Linked DNA regions of Pan troglodytes: all the other regions are linked to region 1. Evidence: chromatin contacts called from public HiChIP or PLAC-seq data. All regions are on one chromosome and are shown on one strand. The core of a region is the stretch at or near the end of the contact, and the rest is flanking DNA. Distances in the headings are between cores, read along the strand shown. Region 1 holds the start of H4C9 (H4 clustered histone 9). Region 2 holds the start of H4C12 (H4 clustered histone 12). Region 3 holds the start of H2BC17 (H2B clustered histone 17). Region 4 holds the start of H3C6 (H3 clustered histone 6).

Region 1 (3,239 bases), core at 645-3,144:
TTATTGAATAAGCATTAAACCAGGGAGAGTTGCTTATCACAGGAAACCTTATGAAGAGGTTGCAAAAGCAGAAAGAAATCTTGCTTATTATGTATGGCTACACTGGATAGGTTTTGCAATTCGAAGTCAGGTGACAGCTAAAGTTCGGCCCATTTTCTCGCTGGAAACTGGGAGACAGACCACTATCTTTTTTAATGATTAACATTTCAAAGGGATGGCTCTCCAGGCATTGAGAAAATATTCTGAGTTATAAGGCCTATTTAGCCATTAAAAGGATTTACATACATTTTAAAAGGACAGAGAAAGACATTTTGAAAGTGATGGGAAAGGAAAGGGAAGTCTTGTTTTCAACAGATAATTAAGCCTCTCATTTTTAATTTGTATTTACCCTTAGATTAACGTATTCAATTAACCTATGCTACCTTACCCTCTCTACAACATATACTGAATTCAGCTACAGCAAGTTACAGCCAGTCATATCAATTTTGTTTTCCAAAGGTGTATGGCAAGTTTTCTTTTATTGCAACATAAATGCAAAAATTTCTAAAGTATTTTAATGAAAAGTTTATCTTCATTTACTTTATGACATTTAAGTGGAATACTTTGAAAATACTTCAAGCATTGCTGTAAGGTACTCATTGAAATAAAGAGTAGCAAGAAAATCACCAAATGGGCCGGGTGCGGTGGCTCATATATTCAGTATATGATAAGTTCCTCAAATCAGTGGGGGAAATAGTTAATGTATTGTGCTGACTAACCAACTGATTAACTTTTTGAAAAGTTATTTCTATATACAAGAAATCAAGTCCTTATTAGTAAAGTTAGATTACTTTAAATGGTTCTACCCAGCATTAGTTAAGGTTGTAGGCATATCAGGAACTGCTACTGGTGCAGGGGCCAAGAGAAAACCTCCCTTTTGGCCTCTGAAAGTTCACTGAAAATCAACTGACAAGATTAATAAGAGAAAAGGCATACAAATTTATTAAGGTACAGGGCTGAGGACCACAGAATATTACCCCAACCCCCCAGTGGTGGGGTACAGAAGCTTATATACTCTTTCTCAGAGGCAAAAGAGGAGATGGGTAATGTAGACAATTCTTTGAGGAACAGTAAATGATTATTAGAGAGAAGGAATGGACCAAGGAGACAGAAATTAACTTGTAAATGATTCTCTTTGGAATCTGAATGAGATCAAGAGGCCAGCTTTATCTTGTGGAAAAGTCCATCTAGGTATGGTTGCATTCTCGTCTTCTTTTCTGCAGTAGATAATGAGGTAACCGAAGGCAATTGTGCTACTTTTGATAAGAAGCTTTCTTGGTCATATCAGGAAATTCCAGAGAAAGTCCCTCCCTGTATTTGGGGAAGAGAAACAAGACAAAGTTAGAGGGACCTTGATTCTTAGACTTGTTTCTGAGAACCCTCAATTTTCAAAAGCACCCACCATTACCAAGCTCGATATTTGGGGGAATAATTCTCCACCCCAAACACTAGAAATGAAAATAAGTAGAAAAGAACTTAGCAATATACCTGAACGATCTTTAAATTCTATGAGTCTATCTTGTTCTATTGCTAGGAATTTAGCATATGGAGTATATTTCCATTGTATATTAAGGAGAAAAATGCCACAAAATAGCATAGTTCCACACAAATAATGTTAAAGGAAAACATGCATATATGCAGAGATAATATTCTTTTTGCTTTATGTATCTTCTATAATGTTAACATTTTTGTTATGAGACAGGAATCATGTTAAATGAAAAAAGGAAAAACAGCCTAGGTCTTGAGGATTAAAAAGGACTGAAGGAGAACAAGAGGGAGTAGAGCACAGCAGGCCTGTTTCCCTTTTAGGTCCCCTCCCCCAATGCAGAGGGACTTCCCGCCAAAGCTCTTCCGGTTTTCAGTCTGGTCCGCAGAGGTTACCCATAAAAGAAAGCTGCCATCACAGGCAGCAGATCTTTGTTCTCTGACCACTTGATAATGTCAGGACGCGGCAAAGGAGGTAAGGGCCTGGGGAAAGGGGGTGCCAAGCGCCACCGCAAGGTGCTGCGCGACAACATCCAGGGTATCACCAAGCCAGCCATTCGGCGCCTTGCTCGCCGCGGCGGCGTGAAGCGCATTTCTGGCCTCATCTATGAGGAGACCCGCGGAGTGCTGAAGGTGTTCCTGGAGAACGTGATCCGGGACGCCGTGACCTACACGGAGCACGCCAAGCGCAAGACGGTCACCGCCATGGACGTGGTCTACGCGCTCAAGCGCCAGGGCCGCACCCTCTATGGCTTCGGCGGCTAAATGGCATTTTGAAGCCCAGTCATTCTCTAAAAAAGGCCCTTTTTAGGGCCCCTAAGCTTTCAACAAAAGAGTTGAAATGACTGCAAACTGGGTCTCTTAATAGGGCCATTGTCAGTGAGTTCTGTCATCCTATTTTACAAGATTAACTCGACGCCGAAAATGGGCTGATGACTACAGGTGACCTTGGGCCGAGATTTTTCCAAGGCCAGAAGAGCCTCTGCTGGCCAGTAACTTCTGGCGGCTGCCTGGAAATTGCCTGCAGCCGGTTTACCGCTCGGATTAGTTTAGAAAGCCAAGGGGTCTGCGGTCCAAATAGGGGCGGGCTAGATAATTAACTTCCCTCTGGACCTTCAAATACGTCTCAGGAGATAATGAGTTTGATGGGCTCCACTAAATGCTAGAACCTCCAGGAAAACTTCGTGGTGGCTGGTTTAAGAGGACTTGGCGGGCACAGAGCTCTGCATGGGGGGGAGGGGGACAGACCATACTTTTACTACTGTAGAACAGTCGGGCAGTCTTAAGAGTCTTAGTAATAATATTCCTTTATATGTTTGCCTTTTAAATACTGGAATATATCAAGTATACAAAATGCGCTGGTGACCACACCACTTGTTCAAGTGCATCTAAAATCCTTATGTCCCTTTCTCAGTAGCACAGCCCTCCCTTTTTCCTATCTAGAATTAAGTAATATTCTAGGATAAACTGATATTCTAAATTTGTTTACTGTTCCCATGCGTTTTAACTTTAGATGCACATACCCCTAATCTATTTTAATCGTCATGAATTTTTACATTTGCTCTTGAAATATATCCGTGTTGAAATGTGCAGTTCTATGTTATTCTTACCATTAATCTAGTTTTCTAATGTGTCAGTAAATACTTTATTCATTTCTCTGTTGATTTTTTTTCCTCATTACAAAACAGCACTGTATACAGCTGTGCATTTTCTGG
Region 2 (3,552 bases), core at 421-2,920, 730 kb after region 1:
AGCAAAATGAGGTCATGATAGTCACATATGTAGAGCACATGAGGAAACTCTAAACAGCTGGAAATAATGGAAAAGTTTGGTTAGAAACCAGGAAGAGCTTTAAAATACCACTTGAAGTTTAATACCCAGACTGATTCTCTCTGAAAAAAAAAAAGAAAGAAAAAATCTCATGAAAATCCAACTCCACAGTCTATGACAAGCATATGGTGAAATGACAGGAAAATATTTTTTAAGGTCCACTTAGAGCTAGAAGTTCATTTCATAGATGACAGCATGCAGTAGGTTAAAGTATCCCTCCTCAGAGGCCCACTACCTAACACATGGCTTGCTAAACATTACATTGAAACAGAACAAAAGTGTCGAGCTTTTTGTCAAAACTGTTACTTGCATGGGGTACAATGGCAACTTTGTTACGTGCATATGCTCCAAGGTGGTCAAGTTACATGGGCTATACAAGAGCTAAATAGCTTACATTGTACCAACTAAGTAACTTATCATTCATTCTTTCCTCCCTTCTGAGTCCTTATTGTCTATTGTTCCACTCTCATGTGTGCAGTTTTCAGAGCCTGTTTTTTGTTTTTTGTATTTTTGAGGCGGAGTCTCGCTCTGTAGCCCAGGCTGGAGGGCAGTGGCGCGATCTCGGCTCACTGCAACCTCTGCCTGCCAGGTTCAAGCGATCCTCCTGCCTCAGCCTCCCGAGTAGCTGGGACTACAGGCGCGTGCCACCACGGCCGGCAGTCTTTTTTTTAGTGGACACGGGGGTTTCACCGTGTTAGCCAGGATGGTCTTGATCTCCTGACCTTGTGATCCGCCTGCCTCGGCCTCACAAGAGCCTGTGGACACTCATTGTGCTACTTGTTCCCTTCAGTAGGGGCAGGTAGATACGCAGGAGATACATTCCTCAAGGATAAAAACAGGAATACTTTTCAAAACTAAACTTCATCTGTAAAATTGACCCTATGACATGTCTTTTTTGAGTGATAATCCTTATCAGTAGGAGCAGGTTCTGTATGTGAAATTGATTTAGCATACCAACAGCCTGTGACCTGACTCCTGCATTATAGTGTGTTGAGCCACTACCACGTTTTGTCCACAGCTTGTATTTAACATGGAGCTAAGACACGTCTCAAAAGCTACAGCTTCCTTTTGGTGACAATTGAGGGGCTCTGAAAAGAGCCTTTTGGGGTTGGACAGACTTCTTGGGCTGATAGGAAAATATTTATGCCCTCTCCCCTCGGATGCGGCGCGCAAGCTGGATGTCTTTAGGCATAATAGTGACGCGCTTGGCGTGAATGGCGCACAGGTTGGTATCCTCAAATAGCCCCACCAGGTAGGCCTCGCAAGCCTCCTGCAGCGCCATCACCGCCGAGCTCTGGAAGCGCAGATCGGTCTTAAAGTCCTGTGCGATCTCCCGTACCAAGCGCTGAAAAGGTAGCTTCCGGATTAGCAGCTCGGTCGACTTCTGGTAGCGGCGGATCTCGCGCAGGGCCACGGTGCCGGGGCGGTAGCGGTGGGGCTTCTTGACGCCACCGGTGGCCGGAGCGCTCTTGCGAGCCGCCTTGGTGGCCAGCTGCTTGCGCGGCGCTTTGCCGCCGGTGGACTTGCGAGCAGTTTGCTTTGTTCGTGCCATGGCTAAGTAGACCTACCTACTCAACACAAACGAGAGAAAAAAACTGATCATCCCGTTATTTATAGCTGCCCTCGCGTTCTGATTGGACAGTAGACTGTGCCATGCCACGTCTCACACACGGAATTGGCTCCCAGTTTAATCTGCTAGTGAAAGGGAGACATTCCGCCTCTGTTTTGGGTCAAGAAACGTAAAATGGTTTTGCTAGCTAAAGAAAAACAAAAACGGAAACAAAAAAAAATCCCCCAAAAGTCTAGGATTTTTCATGCATCAAAATCCTGTTTAAATATAAGCTTGATAAATCTAAACTTGCCTTGCATTATTTTAATTACGAGGTGTCATTACTGATTTGACAAAAAGTTAAAGAACGTAAAGGAAAAGTGAAACTAGAGTAAATTTGTAAATGGAGGCATTGAAGGGGACATGAAATTCGAGCGTTGTGGTATGCCAGTATTTCTCAAATTTAAACGTACTTAATGTTTTAGAAGTTGGCCGACTTTTTCTGTAAAGGGCGATATTAAAGCATTTTGGGCGTTGCGGACCACAGTGTCAGTTACACAGCCCTCGCATTTGTAGCGGTAAAGTAATCGATACAAGATAAATGAGACCGGCTGTTTCACTATGACTTTTGCAAAAGCCAGAGAGGCGTTATAGATTTGGCCGTGTATCAGAGAAGCCGTCACTTTTAACCACTAAGTAATGCTGAAAGGGGCACCGAACCTCAAACTTCAGCGACTGCTTATGTGGAATCGCTGATTTGCCAAAACTGCCATACGTTTAAGTGTTCTTAAGAAATTAACTGTCTTTAGTCTACAGCTCTTTCACAGCCATAGAGGGTGCGGCCCTGGCGCTTGAGCGCGTAAACCACGTCCATGGCTGTGACTGTCTTGCGTTTGGCGTGCTCCGTGTAGGTAACTGCATCGCGGATTACATTCTCCAAAAACACTTTAAGAACTCCGCGTGTCTCCTCGTATATAAGGCCTGAGATGCGCTTAACGCCTCCACGCCGTGCCAGGCGTCGGATGGCGGGCTTGGTGATGCCCTGAATGTTGTCGCGCAAAACTTTGCGGTGGCGCTTAGCGCCTCCTTTGCCCAGACCCTTCCCGCCTTTGCCGCGCCCAGACATGTCTTGTACTAAACAAAATGCAACACTGCAAGCCTCGCAGCAGTAGTTTATATAGTAATAAATCGGACCTGATTGGGAACTCTCCACACCAGCTGCATCCGGTCGGCCGATTCACAGACCTTGCGCCCTGCCCACGACTTCAGGAAAAAATGGAAAGGGGGGTAGTTAAACTCCAGTTTCTAAAAATGATGCCCAGTTAAAAATTACTCAGCTCATCTTGCCCTTCTACAGTGTTTTAGGCTGACCACCGCTGCATTCCATTGTCTGGGTCTTTGCAGCCTGTTTTTCCTGTCACCTCTTAGCACCGATTGTTCTAGTGCTTTGTGGCTGCTGGAATCAAATGGCGCCATCTCTAGAGGGGTAATCACAGTCGTTTCGGGCATTTGTGAAATAGCGTGTAGAAACTGCTTCCGTACAAACTCGAAGTGATCAGCCTATGGAGTGGCTGACTGCAAAAGACGACGCCTGATGATAGCTCCAAGGTGGGATTCCTCACCTTTCTCAAATTTGGTTCTCTTATTCTTTTCCTTACATTTTACTCTTTCTGTAGCTGTCCTTTCTGTTCCTTTCTCTCCCTCGCCAACCACATTTTTGGGGCAAGAACTGACTTTCTATTTTTTTCCTCATTCCACCTAGAAACACTTCAGGAAGCTGTTTGAGAAAGAAAGGTGGCTTTTACCCTGTATTTCCTTAGAATGGTGAAGGTGCCGCTTGAGCTCCCTCATGTTCCTCTTTTCTGTTGAAGTAGGAAATCAGCTGTGCCCAGAAACCCTGTCTTTTACATTTACAAATAAAGTGC
Region 3 (3,312 bases), core at 35-2,534, 750 kb after region 1:
TCTGCCTCCTGGGTTCAAGCGATTCTCCTGCCTGTCTCCTTAGTAGCGCTCGCCACCACGCCCGGCTAATTTTTGTGTTTTTAGTAGGGACAGGGTTTCACCATGTTGGCCTGGGTGGTCTCGATCTCTTGACCTTGTGATACACCCTCCTCGGCCTCCCAAAGTGCTGGGATTACAGGCGTGAGCCACCGCGCCCAGCCATTTTTTTTTTTTTAAGAGGCAGGGGTCTCGTTATCATGGTGGTCTCGAACTCCAGGTCCCTAGAGATTTCTCCCCTTCCCCACCCACCTGCCTCAATTTCCCAAAATGCTAAGGACGCATAAACCACCGCGCCCGGCCCCAAGTTTTTTAAAGACGCAGGACAGTTTGTGGGGAGGGGACAATGAAGGAGGTTCCTTCATGTTATAAGGTAGCAGTTGGATAGTATTTACTAGGCCTGATTCAATACCTATATTTTACCCAATAGGAAAGTAATGACCTCAGTGCTTGAACTCGGCCACAAATTTCTGATAGGTTTGGAGAACAGAGTGCTCAGTTCTTCCGTAGAAATGGTGGGTGGCTCTGAAAAGAGCCTTTTGTCTTGTAAGTTTACATTTTTAAAGTTCAGCCCTTACTTGCCCTTAGCTTTGTGGTGGCTCTCAGTCTTCTTGGGGAGCAGTACGGCCTGGATGTTAGGCAGAACACCGCCCTGAGCGATGGTAACTTTACCAAGCAGCTTGTTGAGCTCCTCGTCGTTGCGGATGGCCAGCTGCAAGTGGCGCGGGATGATGCGGGTCTTTTTGTTGTCGCGGGCTGCGTTGCCCGCCAGCTCCAGGATCTCGGCAGTTAGGTACTCCAGCACCGCCGCCAGGTAAACCGGCGCGCCGGCCCCGACCCGCTCAGCATAGTTGCCCTTGCGGAGCAGGCGGTGCACTCGTCCTACGGGAAATTGGAGCCCAGCTCTGGAGGAGCGGGTTTTGGCCTTGGCGCGAGCCTTGCCGCCCTGCTTGCCACGTCCAGACATGGTAAAACGACCTGTGGCCTAAGTCAGAAAGTGAGTGGAAGGAACCTACAGGGAGGCGCATTTTATAGCAGCTGCTGGGCGCGAAAAAGAAGCTGGGCCATTGGCTAAGCTTGCAGCTTCCTCTTAATGCAAATGAGGTTTCTGAATATACGTGTTTTGATTGGACTATATTGATATCAACGTCATCTGAGTAACTTCCAGTCAGACAGAAGAATTTCTCAATCTCATCTGCATATAGACTTGTAAATAAATAGGGCATAACCCAGCTTGTCCTCATTCTTGTTATTTGAGTGCTCTTTCACTCTCCTCCGCCATGCCCGACCCGGCTAAATCTGCTCCTGCCCCCAAAAAGGGCTCCAAGAAAGCCGTAACCAAGGCCCAGAAAAAGGACGGCAAGAAGCGCAAGCGCAGCCGCAAAGAGAGTTACTCTATCTACGTGTACAAGGTACTGAAGCAAGTCCACCCCGACACCGGCATCTCATCGAAGGCCATGGGCATCATGAACTCCTTCGTCAATGACATCTTTGAGCGCATCGCTGGCGAGGCTTCCCGCCTGGCGCATTACAACAAGCGCTCGACCATCACCTCCAGGGAGATCCAGACGGCCGTGCGCCTGCTGCTGCCCGGGGAGCTGGCCAAGCACGCCGTGTCCGAGGGCACAAAGGCCGTCACCAAGTACACCAGCTCCAAGTGAGCTCTCACAGCTGCCGGCAATCCAAAGGCTCTTTTCAGAGCCACTCACGCTTCCAGAGAAAGAGCCTGTGCATTTTGCTTGTAGTCTTTTGGGTGGGCTCCGGCCGGCCTCCATTAGGAGGGAAGACGGCGGGAAAAGGCAAGCTAAGCTCCCTAGGCTTTTTGCGTGTGAGTATAGACGCTCCATCAGACAAATTTAGCTTGGGTTCTTAGATACCCTTGGGGAAAAAGGCTTGCAGTTGTGCTTTAAGCTATAATTACAAGTTTGCTTTCGGTTTTCGGTTACTTTCCTTTTGTGGTTTTTTTTTTTTTTTTTTTGAAATGGAGTCTTGCTTGGCTCTGTCGCCCAGGATAGAGTGCAGTGCCGCGATCTCGGCTCACTGCAAGCTCCGTCTCCCGGGTTCAACCAATTCTGCTTCGGCCTCCTAAGTAACTGGGATTACAGGCGCCCGCCACCGTGCCCGACTAATTATTGCATTTTTAGTAGAGACGGAGTTTTACCGTCTTGGCCAGGCTAGTCTCGAACTCCTGACCTCGTGATCCACCCATCTCGGCCTCCCAAAATGTTGGGATAACAGGCGTGAGCCATCGCGCGCGGCCGGGTTATTCTTTCAGTGCCTGTAACGTCCCCCTTTGATTGGTCAACGCTCTATTTGAAAAGCCCGCCAAGGGCTGCAATTTGCCAGATAGTCTCATCCGGGTTGTTTTTCGAAGAGGTTCTCCCGGAATGGAAATGACCGTTATCTGCAGGAGTGCATCGGACTCTGGCGCCATGAGCCGGAAGCTGTGAATTAACCGTCCCACTTACTGCAGTTGTACGGATCCTGGGTGACATTGACTTACCGGTGTCCATTTTCCATACACTTTAGAGAATAGGCATCTCGTCTGGCATCGCTGCAGATATGTTAGGGTGGGTTGAAATTATTGGTGTCAAAGCGGGACGGGAAACATTAAAGGCTAAGGAAGCTCCTTTAGGATAAAATGTTGAACAAAGAACCTGGCAACTTGGGAAAGCCGCTTTTTTGCAATGTTAATCAGTTGGCCTTGGGGAGGGAGGTGTGCCAGGATTAGCTGGGGCGGGGGCAGCGTTCAGGCTGGGATTTTAAAGTCCATGATTAGGAATCCTGAGATAGAAGTTGGAGAACCCTGCGTTTAAAGAGAAGCGGACCCCAGAAGAGATCACAGAAATAGGAGGTAAACCAAGAGCGTGCGAGTACAAGGGAGTGGAGACTTTTCAAGGCATGATCCCCTCTTCTCAACAGTGCCTGAATTCTCATAGCATTGCATCCTCTTCCACTGCGTTATCCCCTCTTCAATAAATTACTTCTATTGTAAATCTTTAGCAGCAAAATAGCAAGCCCCTCCACAATTCCACTCCAGGCTTTAAAATCACCCCTTAACTTTTCCTTTATTTTCCTGACGTCACTTCCTTTGCAGCTATGGGTGGAAGGCTATCTCGGACGAATAGTCTCGTCTCTGTCACAGGTGACAAACAGCCCCGAATTATGCCAATTGGTTAGTGGGTCGTTCAAAATACATTGTAGGATTTGCCGTTCACTTCCCTAAAATGTTCTCTTCCCCAGTCCCCGTACCTCGTCATTAAAGTTTGGTGCCTC
Region 4 (3,342 bases), core at 364-2,863, 910 kb before region 1:
TCAGATGTGAGATTGAAACGCACGACAATGTGTAATTTCAGTCAAGACTTGCCCACGAGTCCTAAGATAATTCAAATTTGCAAAATAGACACTAACTTGAAAGGTGCAATTGTATCAATCCTGTGGTTAGCAGAATTTTGATGAATGCCCTAAAATAGGGCAGGTTTAACAGAATTCAGGGAATGAGCAGGAATGCACAAAGCATCCTTTGTCTCCTCTCCACTCCAGCTTGCAGACATCCGCGGGCATTTGCGGGCAGAGATAAATTTGGTTTAGCCGTTTCCCCTCCCTGGAGAACGGGGGCTCCAGCATATTCATGATGTCAATCGCCTTGGACTACATGCCAGCGTCATTGCGAACCTGCTACACTTTACAAAATAGCTTTCCAATGAGAAAGAAAACCTACTGGGAAAGAAAAACAAAAAGAAACTAGACCTTGCAACGGGCACGCACGCGCACTATCCCTCTCTGAAATATTTATAGTACGCTTACACAAACGCGAACTTGTAAATCAAAACTCTGCCTGAACCAAAGTAGCCAATAGATTAAAAGTATGTAAATTAGGAATTCCCAAACTGCTCTTTTTATTGGCTAGGAAAAGAACACCTTACAGGGAATCCGATAGGTTAATTCACAATAGTGTTAGGCTGTAATGTCATTCCTTAAGAATCTTTTCCAGTAAACATTTGTTACCTTTTCAAAGTAATTGGGAGCTGTTGAGTTTGGAAGCGAAAACCAAGTTAAGAAGTCCTGTTATTTGGGTGAGTCCAGTTCCTATAAAAGTTCGGTTGGATGTGTCTTAAATTGTTCAGTGCACCTCAGCTCTCTCCCGCAGGGATCCGGAGAAACTGCGCCATTGTTGTCTTACAGAGAAACAACCTTCTAAGACTCTCTTCGCCGCCATCTTTTTCAAGATTTTAAATTGAAAATACTTTTTTTGACGGCTCTTGCCATTATGTCTGGACGTTTTAATTTCAACAAAACGAAATAATAGTGTTAAGTTCTTTGAGTCAAGCCCGATATTACAGAGGTAGGGATTCCAGGATATTAGAATTTTACTACAACACAAATGAAACACAAAGTTCCTTATGCTTAACAGTGTATCTTAGAAAACCTTGTTTGAGTGAATTAGCCATGTACTCTATAATGAAACGAGGAATCATTGAGAGATACTTAGGCAACGGATTTTAAATGAGTGAATAGGGAAGGGAAAAACTTCAGGAAAATGAAGCAGAAAAAAGCACCGGAGATTTTTGAAAAAAAATTCTAAAGCACTTTCTAACGCAAACACATTCGATTTTTTATAGCTAAACAGGATAACGGATCAGTCTATTAAGTTAAATGATCAATGTCTTTGCAGGTCATGCTCTATGTGAAACATCAAAGAAACCTGTAACGAAAAACGACTTGTTTAAAAGAGCCAGTTCTCTATCCAAATTTACCAATCAGAATCTTGCACTGAAAAAATAAACCAATCGTGAATCTCTATGGCCACTTCCGGAATTTAGCAACCGATCACTAACAGGGATTGTCCACAATCCAATCAGAGTGATTCTGTTCCTATATAGAGGGGCAAACCAATCTTTCTAACTCACCTACTTTGCAGATGAACTATGGCGCGTACTAAGCAGACGGCTCGTAAATCCACAGGCGGTAAAGCACCGCGCAAACAGCTGGCCACTAAGGCAGCTCGCAAGAGCGCTCCGGCCACGGGCGGCGTGAAGAAGCCCCATCGCTACCGCCCTGGTACCGTGGCTCTGCGTGAGATCCGTCGCTACCAGAAGTCTACCGAGCTTCTAATCCGGAAGCTGCCGTTTCAGCGCCTGGTGCGAGAAATCGCTCAGGACTTCAAGACCGATCTGCGCTTCCAGAGTTCCGCGGTGATGGCGCTGCAGGAGGCCTGCGAGGCCTACTTGGTGGGGCTTTTCGAGGACACCAACCTGTGCGCTATTCATGCCAAACGCGTGACCATCATGCCTAAAGACATCCAGCTTGCCCGCCGCATTCGTGGGGAGAGGGCGTAAATTGTTTTGAGTACAAACCTTAAATCCAAAGGCTCTTTTCAGAGCCAACCACTTTGTCCGTGAAAAGGGCTGTAATCTTTTGAGACGCATTAGACCACTAAACTGCACTGATCCAAATAGACATTTGAAATAGTGGCATTCAGTTCCCTCGATGCTTCATTTAAATTTCCAAATTTAAGAGCTCCCTCAGGTTTTCGCCTAGGGCTGGGCCTCCCTACGCCGTTCTCCATTGGTTTAGCTGGCCTTTGTCTTGCTGTTCAGGCCCTCTGCTGCTTTCTTGTACATTGTTCTCGTTTTCTAAACTCCTGGCCACTTAATTGTACCCTGCTTAACCCATCCTCTTGTTTTCTGGCTCAACGCTCTTTCATGTGGTGGCCTGCATTTTAGGTCTTAACTGCATAGGCTTTCAACGCCTTGGTTTTGCCTTTCCTTGATGTTTATTTCACCTTGCCCGAGGGGCCAGCGCTTTTGATCTGCATCAGGCTGCCTTACTCCACTAGTGTTTTGAGACCCAGCTACTTGCCGGCGACGGTCGGCGCCTTGGGTGCGGTCAACTTTACTCTCTGTGCGCCTGATACTGGTCTAAGGCTAAGGTTGTTAGCTGGAATACCTAGACCCGTGGCACTAACACACAGCTCTTGCAGACTTGACAGCCTTGCATAGGTTCTAAACTGCAGGAGTCAAAGCAACGAAGGTGCAGATGGGTGTGTCTCAAACCTGAGTGCGAAAGGAAAATGCAGAGATCATGAGCCTTTTCAACTTTCCAGTTGATATCTTTTGTTTGCTTTTTTCTTTTCTTTTTTATTTTATTTATTTATTTTGAGACGGAGTTTCGCCCTTGTTGCCCAGGCTGGAGTGCATTGGCGCGATCTCGGCTCACCGCAACCTCCGCCTCCCGGGTTCAAGCGATTCTCCTGCCTCAGCCTTCCGAGTAGCTGGGATTACAGGCATGAGCCACCTCGCCCGCCCTTCCGGCTGATATCTTAAAAGAACTTTTCAACTTTAGTAAATACCCTGTCTTAATCAAATCTCATTAAAAGTACCCCATATTTATCAACAAAACATGAAAATCCTTGGACGGCTTCAAAGTTCTTACAGAAAATATTCTGCCTTTCCTTTCCATACAAAGGCACAGCTTCGAAACTGGTAGGTGAGGGGAAGGAAAATAAGGAATTCTGTTCCGAAATCATACAGGCTGTTATTTGGAAATACAGAAGGGTGTATGTACTATATGGGATACTTCATGCTATTTGGAAGAATTTTGTTTATTTAAACATTTCAGCAAATTCCTCAGTTTTGATATGGGGTGCAGTATTTT

The links. HiChIP or PLAC-seq counts read pairs in DNA pulled down with a chosen protein or histone mark.
Region 2: an H3K4me3 HiChIP or PLAC-seq map of stem cell-derived excitatory neurons shows a contact between it and region 1, with 2.9 times the contacts expected there. The contact joins the promoter of H4C12 here to the promoter of H4C9 in region 1. A contact is called at or near these places in 1 of 7 Hi-C or Micro-C datasets (induced pluripotent stem cells) and 1 of 1 datasets of contacts at active chromatin or transcription factors (stem cell-derived excitatory neurons).
Region 3: an H3K4me3 HiChIP or PLAC-seq map of stem cell-derived excitatory neurons shows a contact between it and region 1, with 8 times the contacts expected there. The contact joins the promoter of H2BC17 here to the promoter of H4C9 in region 1. A contact is called at or near these places in 3 of 7 Hi-C or Micro-C datasets (induced pluripotent stem cells and stem cell-derived neural progenitor cells) and 1 of 1 datasets of contacts at active chromatin or transcription factors (stem cell-derived excitatory neurons).
Region 4: a contact with region 1 is called in an H3K4me3 HiChIP or PLAC-seq map of stem cell-derived excitatory neurons, with 5 times the contacts expected there. The contact joins the promoter of H3C6 here to the promoter of H4C9 in region 1. A contact is called at or near these places in 1 of 7 Hi-C or Micro-C datasets (stem cell-derived neural progenitor cells) and 1 of 1 datasets of contacts at active chromatin or transcription factors (stem cell-derived excitatory neurons).

What each region holds. Positions count from the first base shown.
Region 1 is chr5:33,104,408-33,107,646 of NHGRI_mPanTro3-v2.0_pri, forward strand. It overlaps H4C9 (H4 clustered histone 9), which reads left to right and starts at 1,895. Exons shown (of 1, transcript XM_054686652.2): 1 at 1,895-3,239. The coding sequence starts at 1,978. The coding sequence ends at 2,289. It overlaps H2BC12 (H2B clustered histone 12), which reads right to left. Exons shown (of 2, transcript XM_518295.8): 2 at 959-1,350.
Region 2 is chr5:33,837,898-33,841,449 of NHGRI_mPanTro3-v2.0_pri, forward strand. It overlaps H4C12 (H4 clustered histone 12), which reads right to left and starts at 1,671. Exons shown (of 1, transcript NM_001374553.1): 1 at 1,186-1,671. The coding sequence starts at 1,630. The coding sequence ends at 1,220.
Region 3 is chr5:33,858,609-33,861,920 of NHGRI_mPanTro3-v2.0_pri, forward strand. It overlaps H2BC17 (H2B clustered histone 17), which reads left to right and starts at 1,285. Exons shown (of 2, transcript XM_054686651.1): 1 at 1,285-1,864. The coding sequence starts at 1,317. The coding sequence ends at 1,697. H2AC17 (H2A clustered histone 17) reads right to left here and starts at 1,242. Exons shown (of 1, transcript XM_016955073.4): 1 at 1-1,242. The coding sequence starts at 1,003. The coding sequence ends at 611.
Region 4 is chr5:32,191,162-32,194,503 of NHGRI_mPanTro3-v2.0_pri, forward strand. It overlaps H3C6 (H3 clustered histone 6), which reads left to right and starts at 1,614. Exons shown (of 1, transcript NM_001374416.1): 1 at 1,614-2,075. The coding sequence starts at 1,614. The coding sequence ends at 2,024.